Linked DNA regions of Sus scrofa: region 1 is linked to region 2. A link is a contact called in public Hi-C data. All regions are on one chromosome and are shown on one strand. The core of a region is the stretch at or near the end of the contact, and the rest is flanking DNA. Distances in the headings are between cores, read along the strand shown.

Region 1 (2,700 bases), core at 167-2,666, 91 kb after region 2:
CACAGAGGCACAAGTTTGACCCCTGGCCAGGTGGCCCGGCACAGTGGTTAAAGGATCTGGTGTTGCTGCAGCTGTGGCATAGGTTTCAATCCCTGGCCCAGGAACTTCCATATAGCCATTAAAAAAAAAAAAAAAAATGTCCCTGAGGGAGTCAGGTGTTATCTGGGTAGGATCTTATGAGAGGAAGGAATTCTGAAGGCCAGCTCCCTGAACCTTAGTCCTCTGGGTGCTGGCCAGGGGGTGCAGGACCAGCACATGCTGACCCACAGTAGTCAGCTGGGCGAAGCTTGGGGTGGCAGGGGGAGTCTGGGTCTCAGGAATGAGGACTGGGAGGGAACTTTGGCCAAGGGCAGGGAAGGAGGATCAGAGATCCGAACATGATGAAGGAGCTAGAAGCTTCAACCCTCACATCCTGCCCCAAGGAGAGGGCAGGGGGTCCTCATGGAGGCGGACCAGGGACTGGATGGGCTCACTAACTCTCCCCCAACCTCCCCCTGTAGGTTCGCTCATGCTTGCAATCCCACCATGGAATATTTGGGGGTTTTGACTGAACCCAATAGAATGGGTGCATCTTCTTTATTACTCATGGGATTTAGTGGCTATTTTCTGTGTTCCTAAACATGAAAGCGAATGAGCACAATGCTTTATTTTTACTTTTCCCCCGCTCAGGTAAATTGGGTTGTAAGCTGATCTTTATATTTTCCTGTGCCCTCAGGTCAGGGCTTGGAAGAGATCCCTGCTCTCACAGCTGGGGACTCCCCTCACTCCAGGCTCCAGGAAGGCACTGAAATGGCCAGAACCTCTGGTTCTTTGTTAGCTTGAGACAGTAAATCAGCTCAAGGTTGGAGCTCTTCAACTGGCCTCTTAACCCTCATCACCTTTCCCCCTCATTCCCTTTCTCTCAAATGCCACAGGGCCTGCAACATCCCGTCATCCCAAGAGCCAAAGAGCAGAAACAAAATAAATCACCCTTTTTTTTTTTTTTTTTTTTGTCTTTTTACCATTTTTTGGGCCGCTCCTGCGGCATATGGAGGTTCCCAGGCTAGGGGTTGAATCAGAGCTGTAGCCGCCGGCCTACACCACAGCCACAACAACGCCAGATCTGAGCCTTGTCTGTGACCTATACCACAGCTCACGGCAACGCTGGATCCTTAACCCACTGAGCAAGGCCAGGGATCGAACCCGCCACCTCAGGGTTCCTAGTCAGATTCGCTAACCACTGAGCCACGACGGGAACTCCTAAATCACCCTCTTTAGACCAACTTCCCTGTGGTCTAGTTTTCAGATACTGGGCACAGTGTTTGACAGGCAGCTGGTTTGGGCAAAGGACATTTTCTAGATAAAATATATCAGCTTGCTTGGTGCCTGTTACTGTGCTTCTCTGTCCCCAGGGCTTGCCTCGCTCTCCACAGCTCCAGCTGCCCTTTGGAGAGAAATTTGATGCCTGTGAGGGTGGCAGCAGGGCTCTGAAGGTTCTGCCTACGTGAGGGTGAGGTCAAGTTCCAGGGATCTTGGGTTGTTGGAAACGACCTGTGTGTTGAGGATTCCCCAGAGCTGCATTCAGGGGCTCGCATCGCAAGCGTCAACAGGACCATCAGCTCTATCCTCCTTGGTCCAAGTGCAATGGAGGTGACCTTTGCCTTTGACAGCTAATGCTCCCAGGCTCTCCTGAACTCTCCATTCTGTGGCCCTTCCCCATTTAAATTTTGAGAAATTCTTCCAACTCCCTGGTCTTTCTCCTTCTTTCATGAACAATTTTACATTTTGAGTAGGACTGAGTCCTTTGAGATGTTAGGAAGAAAATAGTCTAGTTAAGCTAACTAGGCATTCATGTCTTGGCCGCTGAACACTGATGTGGGTTTTTCTGCTTTCAGAGAGGGATCTGAGTTCCCTGGTGGCTCCTTGGGTTAAGGACCTAGTGTTGTCACTGCCAGGGCTCAGGTTGCTGCTGTGGTGAAGGTTTGATTCCTGGGCCGGGAACTTCTGCATACCATGGGCATGGCCAAAAATTTTAAAAAAATTAAAAATAAAAAAATAAAATATAGAGAGGGATCTGGTCAACCAAATAAAAGGCATTGGTGGATTTTCAGCAGTATAGGCAGTGAGGCAGAAAAATTCAAGGCAGCATAAAGGAATTATATGTTTAGCCAAGGGCTTTTCTTGGTTCCCATCTTTCAGCCATTATTTCTCTTCAGCGGTCCTGGAAAGCACGCATTAGAGATGTATCCATTTTTGAAATAAAGATATATGCCATTTCTTCCATACTGACTCTTCAGAATAAATGTGAGATATAATTTTAAGACAAACTAAAACAAAGAGAATTTGCCAACAGGCATCCTGCCTGAAATGAAGGTGTTTTTGAAGCAGAAGGAGGGTGATCCCGAAAGAAAGCTGGAGAAACAAGGATGAATAAAGACCAGCAAAAATGGTAAATATATGCATGATTCTAAGGGAGCACTGACTATATAAAACAATATTAGCAATGTGTTGTAGTTTGGAAAAAATAAACATATGCAACAAATATATTTAAGAAGGGAATATGAGAAAAAGAATGTATAATATATATGTATGTATGACTGGATCACTTTGCTGTACAGCAGAAATTGGCAGAATGTTGTAAATCAACTATAATTTAATTTAAAAAAAAAAAGAAGAAGGGGGGAGTTCCCATTGTGGCTCAGTGGTTAATGAACCCGACTA
Region 2 (2,755 bases), core at 180-2,679:
AGATTTTCTGAAGGTAAAAGATTTCCTAAAGGGAAGGTGCCCCCACTTAAACCTCTTTCTGTTAGAGAACTATTGCTGGTTTGAGAACTAGGTAGTGAATTTGAGTTTCTTAATTCAAAATTTCTTTATTATTTTTTATTAGGTAGAAATTAAAGCTGGAGCACATGATTATTATAACGTTCTTCCCAATAAGAGCCTGTGGAAGGCTTATGTTGAAAACGGAAAAAAGCTGGGCATAGACTTCATTTCAGAAGATGCAGTGTTCAATGGCCCTTCAGGTAATTAAGTCCTTTCAACCATATTGTGCTATTTGAAGAAGGCACAGTGGTTTTGTTTAACAGTTTGGAGGTTGGGGAGGTATTGCTCAATTTTTGTTGTTGTTGTTGTTGTCTTTTTTCCTTAGGGCCACACCCACGGCGTATGGGGGTTCCCAGTCTAGGGGTCAAATTGGAGCTGTAGCCACTGGCCTACAGCATAGCCACAGCAACGCCAGATCTGTGTCTGCGACTTAACACCACAGCTCACAGCAACACTGATCCTTAACCCACTGAGTGAGGCCAGGGATCAAACCTGTGTCCTCATGGATGCTAGCTGGATTCGTTTCCACTGAGCCATGACAGGAACTCCCTTGCTCATTTTTTTAAATGACGTATTTTCACAAATTTAATTAGAGGAAAGAAACTAAGGAACTCTTCAGTGAATGTAGAATGTCAAATGAGCAGATTTGTTTTTAGCAATAGCCAGTGTACTCTGCTTTATGTTCCAGCTATTTCTAGTGTTTAAATTTCCTTAGTTCTACTTTTTAAGAAAGCAGTTTAGAGGGGAAATAGAATTTTAATGCACTCTCAGTCATCAGTAAACAGGTTACTAAGGACTTTATTATATGGGGGCAGAAACTCCTCAGTTTCTGAGGAGAACAACTATTAGAATTTAAATAATCATAAGCATATCAGATTATTTTGGGTTTTTTCCCTTTTAAGAGCATTATTACTAATATGGTTGTATGTTAGACATGTGCCTCTTAAAATATAATAGATGTTGGTGAAGTCCATTCAGAAGGACCTGGAGATAAAACTGGGTATTGATGTCATTCAGGGAGATAAGAATGTTCAAGAGAGAGCAGGCTGGAGTATGGTGGGTTGGTATAAATTATTAGCTTGTTAAATTTGAGGTGCTCACAGAACTTCTAAGGAAAGCTCTCCAGTAGCCTGTTGAATCTGGAACCCCTAAAAGTTGTCTAGGTGGAGACTGAGGGGTTGTCAGTACACAAGAGCTAATTGAAAACACAGGTTTCAGTGTTGATGTGGTTGCCGGAGGACACAGAGGGAGAAGTAGCCCGAGGCGAAACCCTAGGGATCTCCTGCACTTAGGAGACAGGCCAAGGGAGTGACTAGAGAAGGAGGCAGAGGAAGCCAGACAGTCAGGAAAGAGTGAAGTCATGGGAGCCAAAAGGGTAGAGAATTTCTAGAAGGGAAGGAGTGGTAAATCATGACAGGCACTGTGGAGATTAAGTGTCCTCTAGTGTCCACTGGACTAGCAACTAGAAATTCATGGTTTGTCTTACCTTTCCAAGGATCTACCGACTTTGGAAATGTTACTTTTGTGGTTCCTGGGATTCATCCATATTTTTACATTGGATCTCAAGCCTTGAATCATACAGAACAATATACTGAAGCTGCAGGTAAGTGTTATTAGAAGCGAATGTTTGGCACATGCTCTCTCTTTGTAGCCATAGCTGCCTTTCTAACTATTTATTTTAGCCTATTATTATTTCCTTACCTAACATGACCTCGGTAAATCTATGTTATGGTGGGCAGTAGGAGAGGTGATTTAGATATTGAAAGCTGACCTAAAAACTGACACATCAATTGTAATACATATGAAGTTATCTTTATTCATTTTCTCTATCTTTTAGGGTCACAAGAAGCTCAGTTCTACACCTTGCGAACGGCCAAAGCGCTGGCAATGACTGCATTGGATGTTATTTTTAAGCCAGAGTTGCTAGAAAAAATCAGAGAGGACTTTAAATTGAAACTTCGAGAAGAAGAGTTTTTAAATACAGTAGAATAAAAGGAAAGTTTAGGAGCCACTTATGGATCATTAAGAAGTGTGATTTTTTCCTTAATCTTTTTTAATAGGGAGGAGGATGTGGCTTGTTTTTCAGTCTTAAAGGAGTCATGTTTCTCTTACCTGAAAAGTGAGGGTGTGATGTGGAGAAAACATGTCACCTCATACTTAGAATCAAAATTTCACAAATCTGTATCTGATGGAATTATAGTTTTTCAGAGCTGGTATGTGATAGCATTTTGTAAATAACCTGGATGACACAGTTTATCAGAGATTATATTTTCTAAATCCATATGTTGTATGAATATACTTTAAAAGATCCAAGAAATTTCAAACCTTATATTCAGAATTGACACCTGAATGATTTTTTTGGTAGAGGGTGGTAAACTTGTGCTCTAAAGTTGTTCTAAAATTCAAGCACTAAATTTAGGGAAAGTTCATTTGGACTCTCTGACTATACCTGCTTAGATTTAGAAAATTTCTTCATTGGTAATAAAGGTAGTGCTTTTAATCAGGAATGCTATGCAGAAACCATGAGAAACTCAGGTACAAAGAATAAACTTTGGTTTTTACCATTTGAAGGAAAATGAAAAAAATTTTATTCTCAAATTTACTCTAAGAAGTGGCATTAAAGTGCTCTTCCTCATTCCATATTTCTGTAATAGGAAAAAAGATGGATAGCGTTAGA

What was found. Hi-C and Micro-C count contacts between places; a contact is called where the count stands out from the background.
Region 1: a Hi-C map of skeletal muscle shows a contact between it and region 2, with 5 times the contacts expected there. The contact joins two enhancer-like sites. A contact is called at or near these places in 14 of 47 Hi-C or Micro-C datasets (alveolar macrophages, blood, embryonic fibroblasts and 10 more).

What each region holds. Positions count from the first base shown.
Region 1 is chr1:57,303,170-57,305,869 of Sscrofa11.1, forward strand. The region is part of intron 2 of GABRR2 (gamma-aminobutyric acid receptor subunit rho-2); the gene reads right to left. Among named protein-coding and RNA genes, the nearest start is that of GABRR1, 19 kb to the left of the region's middle. Within about 2 kb of position 1,417, at least 1 of the 83 cell types and tissues checked has an H3K27ac peak or open chromatin away from gene starts, as enhancers often do. A contact at or near this core is called in skeletal muscle, where this site is marked.
Region 2 is chr1:57,212,237-57,214,991 of Sscrofa11.1, forward strand. It overlaps PM20D2 (peptidase M20 domain-containing protein 2), which reads left to right. Exons shown (of 7, transcript XM_013992683.2): 5 at 143-278; 6 at 1,574-1,681; 7 at 1,916-2,755. The coding sequence ends at 2,070. Among named protein-coding and RNA genes, the nearest start is that of PM20D2, 26 kb to the left of the region's middle. Within about 2 kb of position 1,430, at least 1 of the 83 cell types and tissues checked has an H3K27ac peak or open chromatin away from gene starts, as enhancers often do. A contact at or near this core is called in skeletal muscle, where this site is marked.